Regions from separate parts of the Zea mays genome. Here region 2 is linked to region 1. The links are chromatin contacts, called in public Hi-C maps. All regions are on one chromosome and are shown on one strand. The core of a region is the stretch at or near the end of the contact, and the rest is flanking DNA. Distances in the headings are between cores, read along the strand shown. Region 1 holds the start of LOC100192097. Region 2 holds the start of LOC100278385.

Region 1 (5,921 bases), core at 1,370-3,869:
CCCTCCCAACAGCCACTTTGGTGGTTGGGGCTATAAATACCCCCCAACCACCACACTTCAAGGCATCCAAGTTTTCAGCCAACACATTCAATACAAGAGCTAGTGCATTCAATACAAGACACAATTAGAGTGAATCAAAATCTCTCCAAGTCCCAATTCCACTCAAGCAATAGTGACTAGAAGAGAGAGTTTTGTCGTGTTCTTTTGAGCTCTTACACTTGGATCGCTTTTCTTCTTCCTCTATTCTTGTTCCCAAAGACATTTGTAATCAAAGCAAGAGACACCAATTGTGTGGTGGTCCTTGTGGGGACTAAGTGTCCCAATTGATTGAGAAGAGAAGCTCACTCGGTCTAGATGACCGTTTGAGAGAGAGAAAGGGTTGAAAGAGACCCGGTCTTTGTGACCACCTCAACGGGGAGTAGATTTGCAAGAACCGAACCTCGGTAAAACAAATCATTGTATCACTCTCGCTATTTGCTTGTGATTTGTTTTTCACCCTCTCTTTCGGACTCGATTATATTTCTAACGCTAACCCCAGCTTGTAGTTGTGCTTAAACTTTATAAATTTCAGATTTGCCTATTCACCCCCCTCTAGGCGACTTTCAGCGTCCATATGGTGACTGGCACGCGGGCCCCATTTGTTAGGTGATGACGGTACACGGGCGCGTCATGGCGGTAGGAGTGGCCTTGATTATTTTCAATGACAAGAGTCATGGGTACATCCACACTAGGGTTGACAAAGGGCGACGAGGTCGCATGGAGGGGAGGCAAGAGGGAGGTTCGCGGTGGAGGAGAAAGGACGAAGGATGATCTCAATAATAGCGGTCATTGGATTTGAGTGAGTAAAAGAAAGAGAGATGTATCCAACGATATGAACCATTGATTTTGATGATGTATTAAGTCTGTGTGCAATTTTTGTTGGGTGTTTTTGCAAAGTTTAAACTGGTGGATATAGTGTTATAGATAAATGAATTCTTAAATAAAAATAAATAAATCTTTTCTCTACTCCTTTGAAGAAACGGTTTCGTGTGTCCATCATATATGAAATGTGCAGGTCTATTCCTCACCCTCGTCTAGCAATGGGTCGTTACACCACAAATGGGCCGTGAGTGATTAGCCAAACTCAACACGACAGGAAACCACACGCAGTGTAGCGCTCCCACATAGTACTACCTCGCTAGTTGAAGGAGGACGAGCGATCGAACGAGCTATAAAAAGGATCTGACTTCTTTTTAACTCATATTTTTCTCGGCCTTTTGGCTAAGATAAAATGAAATATTTGTTTTTGTCATTTTAATATATGATATGTGAATCATATGTTCGTTTTGATATTAAATTTATTTTTTATGGATATTAAATATAATTATGTGTCGTTGTAACACACTGGCATTAGACTAGTAACGTTAATGAAAACCATGTTAACGCTCAATATTATATCGAGAAATGTGTTCTATGGATCAATTACAAGAATGAACCAATATTTTTTTGGAAATTTATCTCAGATCTAATCAGTTATATGGTTCAAACCACTCTTTTGTCTTTTAACTTTGTCATCCATAGTTAGTATTTTACTAGTAAGTTGCACGTGTTTTGCTACAGTTGTTATATATATATATATATATTCAAATATAATTATTGTTTATTTCTAAACACTAAGGTATATGTAGTTTGGTGGTAACCTCAAATTACTATAAGTACGGGGCATGAGTTTGAGTGCTCGGTGTACACTATTTTTTTTGCATGGTGTGGCGGGCGGACCTAGAGTGTCAACACGGAGGGTGAAGCCATGGTAGCACCAGGTGCCCACATTAGGTTTTTAATTGAGTAGTATGGATTTTTTCTATCAGGGGCTAACTAGTTATATTTTAGGGTCCATTCGGTTTTCCCTCCAATCCATATGTATTAGAGGGGATTTGGTGAGTTTCAATCCATAGCAAGTCAAAATCTTTACTAATTTTTTACTAATCCCATCCAATCCATGTGATATAGGAATAACCGAACAAGACCTTACATAGTTCAGACGACCATACTCTTTCTTCTTTTTCAAACTCTATCATCCATCGTTTGACCCTTTCATCTCTCCTGATTCACTCCACTCTTCTCATGCACTATCATAGTGAATCATATAGGGTGTGTTTGGTAGGCTTCCCAAGCTCCTATCCAATCCTTGGGAGTGCAACTTAGCTTATTTGGTAGCCAGATTTAGAGTAACTGTCAGACCTAGGTTCTAATACAAACTTGGGTGTATTCTAATACAAACTTGGGTGTATCTTACATGTGTGATAAGATCAAGTTTCACACATATAATTACTCATGTTATAGAAATTAATATCACATCTTTATTATATAATAGAAGTTATATACGAAATAATTAAATAAATATATCATATGACGATAATGATCCTCCGTAACCATAGTTGACTGAGAGACGGCAGCTTAGACCTCTTCAAATTTATCGTAGCACCCTTTATATGCACCCTTTATATTTCTCATCTTGCACTATCTGTTCTTAACTTAGTGTGATTATAGTAAAAATTAGGTCACGTACATTAATCGCTCAATGTAAATATGGGGAATAAAGTTAGCTTTGGAGGAACGCAGAAACCAGAAAGGTCCCCGTAGAAATTCGAAACCACACCACCACCTGGAAACCCAGACAAAGCACGAGCCACGCACGGCCCCCGCTGCCTCCCTTCCGCCGCCGCCGCCGCCGGCGGCGCGCCACCGTCGCTGCTCTCCCGCCTTCACCGCGCCCAACTCCAATCCTTGCCTCCCCCGCGCGCTTCAGCCTCTTCACTCCCCATCGTTTTCGCCTGGCCAGGTAAAGCCGCCACCTTTGCTTTCCTTCACCATTTCCTTTCATGCGCTCAAGAGCCACGGCTCGATCCAGATCCAGGTTTCCTTGACCCAGACCTCGCCTGCCTTACGCCTCCGGTCGGATTCTTCGCCGTCCTTGTCCCCACTGGGCACCGCTGGGGTGGAGCGGAGATCGGATCCGCCGGGAGCTGATTCCTTCTCTCGCAGGTTAGATGCCTTTACTTTCTTCGATTGACTGCTCGTGTTATTCTGCAATTCTCAGTTTTGCTGTGAACGCTGAATCAAATGTTTCTTTCGTTGCGTTCAGTCTAGTTTGACGCGGATTCATTTGCTGGTCGGCATAGCATGATCCTGCGGTGATTGCGGATAGCTTGTGCAAGCTGGTGGCTTGGGTGTTGTCTTTTTAATCTGGCCTAAAGATATCCTGAGACGGTAGCGTCACATGGATGCTAGTACAGAGGTTACTGATGCTATTGGTGCGGTGGGCTTTGACAATGGGGCCGCGGGGAAGTTGCCGCCCAGTGATAGTGTAGAGGGGCACGCAGAAGAACACGATGTGCTGGCTGATGGAGCCCATTCGGGCGAGAGCGAGGTGATCAACCCATCTGAAGAAGTAGAAATGGAAGCCACCTCGCAGTCCCAGGACATAAAGCCTCGAGTTCCTGAGGTAAGGTTTTTCACGGTTACAGATTGTCAGTTCTGTTGACTTCAATCGGTGGTCTGCTGACAGCCAAGTGTTTTTTTTTTTGGCATTTTCATTTGTAGGGGGTTCAAGGCCATTCAATGAAGGTTGGTACTAAATCTCAGCGACAGAGCCCTCGAGGCGGGGATAAGAGTCAAACTAGGAAAAGCTCTTTTAGTCCTTCTTATCCTAAGGCGCCCATTGCACGGGTTTCTGATCCAGATCTAGTTGATTGCTCTTTGAGCAATGGTGATGCTGGTTCCAGTAAGAAAGTAAGTTGATTTTTTGTTATAGCTTATGAGTTACAATGTGCCCATCTATATTCTTTTACAACGCTTACAGTTATATGCATGATTGCTACTATATTACTTGTAGCAATGTTTATGCACCTTGCAGTTTGAGTTTGAACCTTATACACTTTTGTTGGTGGTGCTTTCATTAGAAGGCCGAAAAGAGCAGTTTCCGCCCAGTTGCCAAGGAGACCCCATCACTTGAGGACTCAAAGTAAGCTGCTTGTTTCTTTGTTTTACACTTTTGATCCTGTGTTAGTGTGTTGCTTCATGGCTTCTGTTTCTCATTTGGATTCTGCCATTCTGGACTTAAAATCGGTGCTCTAAGCATCCAATTAAGCCAGGCCTACTAATTACTCAAATTGTAAGGAACTGATCCTAGCTCAGTTGGTTGTCGGTGTGGACATATGCCCAGACCACCTAAGTCAAGTCTTCGTTGGGGTGAATTTGTGTGTCTATTTCTTAATTAAAAAGACAACTAGTTCCTTCTAGGTTGGTCGAGTTTTTTGATTACCCAGATTGCCTTGAGTGTGAAAATTCTATGAATTACTGGCACAACTATGTTTGCTACATTTTTTTGGTAGCATAAGAGTATAGGTATAGCATGATTTAATGATTTTTAAAGTGTCTGTTCTGTTAAATATGCAAAAGAGTGTTTCCTCCTTGGGTCCATCTTATTTATTTGAACATTCATTGTTGTTTGTGCCACAAACATTTTTTAGTTACAAAGTATTTTTTAATTTGTTCTTTGCATTTACCATTTTGGAAACTATGTTTGCTTTGGCTTCCATCTTGTGATAATTGAAACTGCACTGTGAAACCAACCTTAACATTAGTTTCTACACATATTTTTTTTCAACCAAGTCATATCCTAAATACTTTTTTCTCGTAAATTTATCTCTTACCTAGCACACTTAGATATAAAAGAGTTTCTTGCAATATAAATATATAATGTGCTTCATTCAAATACAGTGAGAAGAAAAAAACTCAGAAGGCATCAAACCAACATTCTGTCAAAAAGGATATTGAAGAAGAATCAAATGAAAGTGTGAAACCTCAAAGGGTTGGCAGCACTCCTTCATATGGATTTAGTTTTAAGTGTGATGAGAGAGCTGAAAAACGAAGAGAGGTAACTCATTATAGATAACTTAGCACTGGTTTAGTTTAAGAACTTATGGGCATCATTCCTTTGCTTACACTATCCTGCAATGATATAGTTCTACTCAAAGCTCGAGGAGAAGATTCATGCACAGGAACTAGAGAAAAGCAACTTGCAGGCAAAATCAAAGGTTTGTGCTCTTATTCTATTTTCATATTACTATGGAAGTGATATTGCTTGATGCAACATTGAATATATTGTTTGATTTTATCTGTATGTTACTGCTGCGCAGGAAACTGAAGAAGCTGAACTCAAAATGCTGAGAAAGAGTTTAAATTTCAAGGCAACACCAATGCCCAGCTTTTATAAGGAACCACCTCCCCCCAAGGTTGAGTTGAAGAAGGTACTTGTCCCCCATACTTTTGGCTAAGTTTCTTCTTCCTGTTTTTCCTCCATTAAATTGTTGGCTGCAGATATTCTATATATAAATCACAAAGTATCTCAGTTTACCGCTAGAGAAAAAAATTATCTACACTATGATTCAACTTGAAAAGATCATATTAATCAAATAATCATCCTTCAAGTTTCTGCATGGTTATTAAAACGTCGTTTAAACGACGATTAAGCGTCGTTTAAACGCTAAAACGTGATTAGGAGTTAAAGCGTCCATACGTTTTACAAAAACTGTGTAGAACGTCCGTTCTGGACGTTTAAACAACGTTTAAACGTCGAAACACACGTTCTGGACGTTTTTTCCGTTATATGGACGTTCTATGCGTCCGTGGGCCTTAATGGGCCTTAATGCGTCTATGCGTCCATCGCGCCCACACGCAGTGCGGTGCTCCAGCCGCCAACCTACAGACGCATCGCGCCCACACGCCACAGCCGTGGTGCCGCCAGCCGCCAGCCGCCGTCGACCGTCCTCCACCGCCCTCCTGGTACGCCACCGGCCCCCCTCCTCCCTCCTCCCTCCCCCCTCCCTCTTCCCTCCACCTACAGGCGCCAACCCGCCAGCGCCATGGCGCCATTACTC
Region 2 (5,921 bases), core at 1,520-4,019, 140 kb before region 1:
TTTCTAAGGCATTATATTATTTCAGATAAAAGAAATATATATTGCAGAAGTCCTTTTAATCATGGTTCTAGTAGTATCAATTTTATGTTTTTAGTCTACGTGACTATTTTATATAATTTTACCAACATATAATAAACTAATTTACAATTTCAATCAGAGGGTGTATTTGGATAACAAATTAAACAGTCAAAGGGAAAATACAAAGTTTTTTACTCTACCTTTCAAAAGATAAAAAAAACAACTTCAATAAAAAAAGATAGATCCAGAGTTAGTGACTCCCACATGAGTGGGGTCTAGGGAAGGAATAACCGAGGCAAGCCTTAACCCTGCATTTTTGCAAAGAGGCTCATCGAACCCAAGACCTTTGGCTCAGTGAGAAGGTTTCTCACCACTGTGCCAAGCCTATCTTTCAATGAACTCAAATAATATTACACAAAGGTCAAAAACTCAGAAGGTACAGAAAAACCTGCCTAGAAAAATATCTCTGGTTGATTATGTTCTCTATTTCAGCAAGCCCATTGCCATGACTTGGATTCATGTCACCTTCCAGAAGCAGGTTAAATGTATTGCTCACAGGTCTTGATGGTAGAATAGCTGCAGCATTGATGTTTGGTTCTGTGGAGTGTCTCTGTAGTTTACATTACTGAGTAAGAATTAAAGACAACATTCACACATAGATATATCTTGACTAGGAAATAAATGAAGAATGCATGGAAAAACAAGGTAGAAACTGATAAGCAATCTTGCAGTTCACAAGTAATACAAAACACAAATAGAATATGGTTAGCAACCATTATCCTTATAGATCCACCAGTTATGAACTTGAAAGCATTGCAGGATAACAACAAAAGTGCAGAATATGCATAGGGAATATAGGCACCATTGCAACATCTAAGGCATGCTATTAAGAAGTCAGCCAATATAGATCAGCAATATGGTCTAGGTTTTCAACACTAATGGTCTAAGAGAAGGGAGTTCCATAGGGTATCTTATTATGCTAGCTATTCAAAGTTATGGTGCAATGGTTGTCTATAGATTGCACTAACAGAAGTTATCTGGTGTGATTACATTTGTTTCTGACAGCTGCAGCATTTTATTTGAAGTGACATAACAACACATATTAAAAAAGACCACATACACACACACAAAATCTACTTTAATAAATCAAAGAAAATAAGCATTCCCAAGATAAGTATCTTTGCTTACTTCACGAATAACTTCTAGTGGTTCACAATGAACCTCTTGATTACTGCCTGCATACATTCAAAACACCATTAAGTAATCCACATTAAACACTGCGAATGATTCAAGGCTATATGAAAACTCATCAGTTGTGATCGATCTAGATGATAACTGACAAATACATCACAAGACAATAACTCATAGATGCGTCAAAAATTATAAGAGCAATACTGCAATACTGATGGGAGTGCTGCTAAGAAACTACTCACCTATAGCAAAGAAATGGTACAAGTAATGGGATCATATATAAATTTAAGATTATATAATACTCCCTCCATCCCAAATTATAAGACGTTTTGGCATTTCTAGATTTATAGCTTCTATTATGTATGATGTATCCACACATAACTTATACGTAGGCAATGACTACTATACAATCAGGATTTAGGTGCAAGCGTACAAACAAGCCTTCTGGTACATTAGATCATGATCCAACCATATATTATATTTAACACTTAAACCTTTCCACCACCAATTCACGTAGATTTATAAAAAAAACTAACAAACTACAATTATATCTATGGTTGGATAATGATTTAATGGACCAAAAGACTCGCTTCACGTTTGCACCTAAGGCTTGATTGCATAGTAGTCGTTGCCAAAACTATGAACCTACAAAAGCCAAAACGTCTTATAATTTAGGACAGAAGAAGTAGTTTATCGCTAAAACTACTCTTGTTACTCCAATTATCCTATAATACCAGTTGGACAACAACAGCCTTACACTAACAACAAGGATTGGGAACCCCAAACTTGAACTCGAGTTCACTAGACATCAACCTAAATGCCCATTCCAAAGAGCATAACTAAAATAAATTAAACGATCACAAACCACAGCAACCCGAAGTCCAAAACAATAGTAATTGTCAGGACCTACACGAAGAAGGGCTTAACTGAATTCCACTAGTGGTTGATCATGAGTCCACTAGTGGATTCAGAAAAGCAGGCACCAACCCTAGGTTGGAGATTGATGCAATGCAAAGAGTAAAAATAGCAGGAGCTGCACAGGCGCTAAACCCTGAACCTTAGACAGACTAGCGCTGATCTGAAACAAGACGCGCAGATACGTGAACTCATTCAGCAGCGGCGACAAAGTCGCTAACAGAATAGGTAAAACGTCGTAGAGTTTCCCCATTCGATCCTCTTCTTAAACGGGCATCAGCCGTTAGCAGAGGTGCCAGACAACGAGGGCAGTGAGGGGAATCACCTGAGGCCGCGCGGTCGCGTGGCATGGTGGGGAATATCCTCGAAGTCACGGGGAGCTTGGAGAGCCACCGGCGGGGGGCACCACCGTAGGGCGACGCGCGGTGCAGCCCGTGGCGCAGAGGCCGCCTGGACGGGCCGCCGACGCCACCAGTGTCCTCCAAGTCATCGGTGGCCGCAGGAGCATCAGCCGGAGACTGCCACCGGCGCGACCCCAACATCCTCGCCTTTGCCTCCCGCTTAGCCGGCGGCCCGGCGTATTGCGCTCCCCGCACGTTGCTCCCAGTCACGCTCTCTCTTCGGTTCGGTCATGCGCTGTGTGTGTGCGGCGGCGCGATTCGGGCTGGGAAGACGACAGCCCAAAAGGCCCAATGGGAAACAACAGTCTGCTCCTAGCCTCCTACCCCACTATAATGTTTTCCTCTTCTTTCTTATATAAGTAAGTAGTATAGCGCTCTTGCGTTACAACGGCAATAATTATGAAAACAAGGCACATAACTGTCGCTACCCTGTAGCGCCTTCGCCACCACCCGCTTCTTCTAGGCGCAAATACGCTGCACCACCACGGCACGCAAGCGAGCACGAAGCAGAAAGTTGTCAATTTTTTGCATCCAGACAGACAAGGCACCCAATTCTCTTTAAAACTTTTGCTAAGACTTAACAATACATTTTGTTCTGGGGGCTAAATTATTATCCTACTAACTTGACCATAAATTAGCAACAATTATTATTATTTATATGAAATTAGCACCATCTACTCCAATCATTCTACCGCAGAACAGAAACAGAAAAGGAAGGCAAGCGGACCGATTGCCACATTTCACAAAAGGGCAAGTAAAGCATGAAGACATTATACATGCAAATCAAATTATGCCGATAGAACAATCCTTCTTACAAGAGAAAGTAGAGATCCAGTGCAGCACCATGTTATTTTTCATTAACACCAATTATGAGACAACAATATGGTGATCGCTACGCCCTTACACTTTAGTTCGATCATCAACATTCAAATCAGATATGTCTAAAGCCCCTATTTTCAACTTAGCAACAAGAATCCACATGCCTGCTAAATCATTCTCCAGAGATAGTTCCTTCTTTGCCTCATCAAACTTTTTCTTGTACTCCTCTTCAAGAAGCTCCTTCTCTGCCAAAGTAGAATTACAGGAAGGATGCAGCAGAAAATTTGGTGAAAGGTCAGTAACCAAACCATGAATATTGTATGTTGAAGAATATGTACTGCACAAGGGGCCCAAATACACAAAGTGGAAGAACATTATCAGTAAAAGAACCTTGGACTGAAGTTTCCAGCTTTGCATAATAACAATTTTAGTGCGTGATTGAAGAAGTAACACATTGTATTTTTCTGTTTCCAATCAATGAACAAATGCACTTACATCAGGTAACAAAGAAAAATATGTTGAACTTTAAACTAAGAAAATGTTATCCCCATTCATTTATAGGTGGTACCAGTATTTATTTATTCCAACCATTGGAGCATGGGACAAACTGATGCCCTTCCTAACCCATGCCTGTGAAGGATCCATATAACTTTGCCTAGTATCCAGGTGCCCACAAATGGTGCTGCCGATATTTCGGACGAACGCAGAGTTGGATATTTCCACAACAAAACTAAGGAATAAAATAGTAGTGAAATAATATTTACCTCTCTGCGGGCTAGGTGGCGTGCCTCGTACTGTCGCCGCCTCACGCTGATTTAAAAAGAAGAGAATGGTTATAATTTGAAAAGAAAAGAGTACAATGTCTAATATTGTTGCCACACAAATATTGTATCCATGGCATCCTTGCTTTCTTGTTCTCACGAGTCCTGGATTAGTAGGTTTACAGAAGAAGCCTCTCTCTATGTTGACAGGTTTGCTGGTGCAGTAGCTGCCTAATAGGAAGTTAACTAAGTAAAAGGAAATAAGCCACAGAACAAGCAATAATCACTTGCATCTTCATGCCATCTTCTGCAAGCCACAAGTAATCAGACTCGTGGGATATGAACTTATGAAGTTAGAAGGTATTCGAGTTTGGATCTTCAATCCATCAAGCAAGCATATTCAATACCTACACAAGATTCCTTGAAGTAATCAGTCAAACAACATTAAAAAAATAAAATACAGTGTACACTTATAATAAAAGTTTCTCAAGTTATGAGCATAAAATTCAACAAAATTGATAAATGATAGTCAGAAATACACTATACTCAAGAGTGAACACAAAGAAATCCATCCCAGACAAAGGACTGTGGATTGAACATATCATTCCAATATCACAAACTGTTACAAAGAGAAAAACATTTAAATAGTTTGAACATATCATTCAACTAATGTCTTGTTTGGCATAATCATGTACTGTTACAAAGGACTGTGGATTGATAACTGGATATAGTTAGCAAAACCACAAGTGCTTGTAGCATAAAATGTATTTTCATGAATACATGATAGAGATCACATGACAATTCAGGAGAGTAGTGGGTTAATGCCATAGTAAGCTAAGACAACACAAGCTGAAAGTTAAATGAAGCTCTGAAATCTCAAACATCTTGGCATTTTCTTCTAGGAGAGTAAATAAATCTATATTAAAGTTGCTAGCATATGACCTTGTGATGCCTGCAGCAAGAATAGGATAAATAAAACTACACCTCCTTTTATAAGGTTGAACAAGCAATCTTAGCCCTCAATTTACCTTATTTATAGGACCAATGCAAATGTTACCATTGTTGCCATCTTCGTGTGAACATGCTGCATCACTGTTTCCAGGTCTTTCTCCCTCAATTTGCAGCCATACCAATGTACCATAACTGGTTCAACGACGACACCAATGACAGGGAGGTGCCCGAGACCCCTTGATGTGCTCGCCTTGATCAACTTCAGAGAAACATCCAGTGTTGCTTCTCGACCTCTCTGTGGGCTCTTCCTGAATCGCATATATGCAGAGCAAGCAAGAACAAAGTTTACAAATAAAAGAAAATATATATTACTCACCTAACACCTGTTACCTGCCTTACTTGACAATGGATGCAATTATGTGAACTATCCATGCAATTTGGTCTTCAATGACAGATAGCTCATCAGCATCACCAGGAGCTGGTAATCTGGACCTTTTCTGTAGTAGATTTAGAATGTTTTTATATATAGGCAATTTTACTACCCAGATTGAAAATGTTTTTATTTACCGTATGAGCTTACACGTATGAGTACCATTTTATATACCAGGCAACCATATCTAAAACTTGTCCATAAAGTATTTGACAGGCAAGACTGCAATACGTACTCACCGGAGCCAAGGACAATGAGACAACACAATCTGGTGGCGCGCAACCTTGACTCTGGTTGGCCACTGCGCCATAGTACGTAGAAGAAGCGAACTGTGAGCACAGAGACAAGTACTAGAAAGACGTAGCTAGCGGCCACCACGGCATTGAGACCCATCTGCATCAAAGTAGCAGAGGATGGAACAAGGAATTTACACAT

The links. A called contact is a pair of places that touch in the nucleus more often than the background predicts.
Region 2: a contact with region 1 is called in a Hi-C map of tassel, with 4 times the contacts expected there. The contact joins the promoter of LOC100278385 here to the promoter of LOC100192097 in region 1. A contact is called at or near these places in 8 of 25 Hi-C or Micro-C datasets (bundle sheath, ear, endosperm and 4 more).

The regions. Positions count from the first base shown.
Region 1 is chr9:96,171,575-96,177,495 of Zm-B73-REFERENCE-NAM-5.0, reverse strand. LOC100192097 reads left to right here and starts at 2,619. Exons shown (of 9, transcript NM_001137520.1): 1 at 2,619-2,821; 2 at 2,912-3,024; 3 at 3,125-3,484; 4 at 3,583-3,771; 5 at 3,942-4,003; 6 at 4,762-4,918; 7 at 5,007-5,078; 8 at 5,181-5,291. The coding sequence starts at 3,260. It overlaps LOC111590231 (U2 spliceosomal RNA), which reads left to right and starts at 1,240; the gene lies at 1,240-1,428.
Region 2 is chr9:96,311,119-96,317,039 of Zm-B73-REFERENCE-NAM-5.0, reverse strand. It overlaps LOC100278385, which reads right to left and starts at 2,769. Exons shown (of 8, transcript NM_001175620.1): 1 at 2,450-2,769; 2 at 1,207-1,253; 3 at 471-628. The coding sequence starts at 2,666.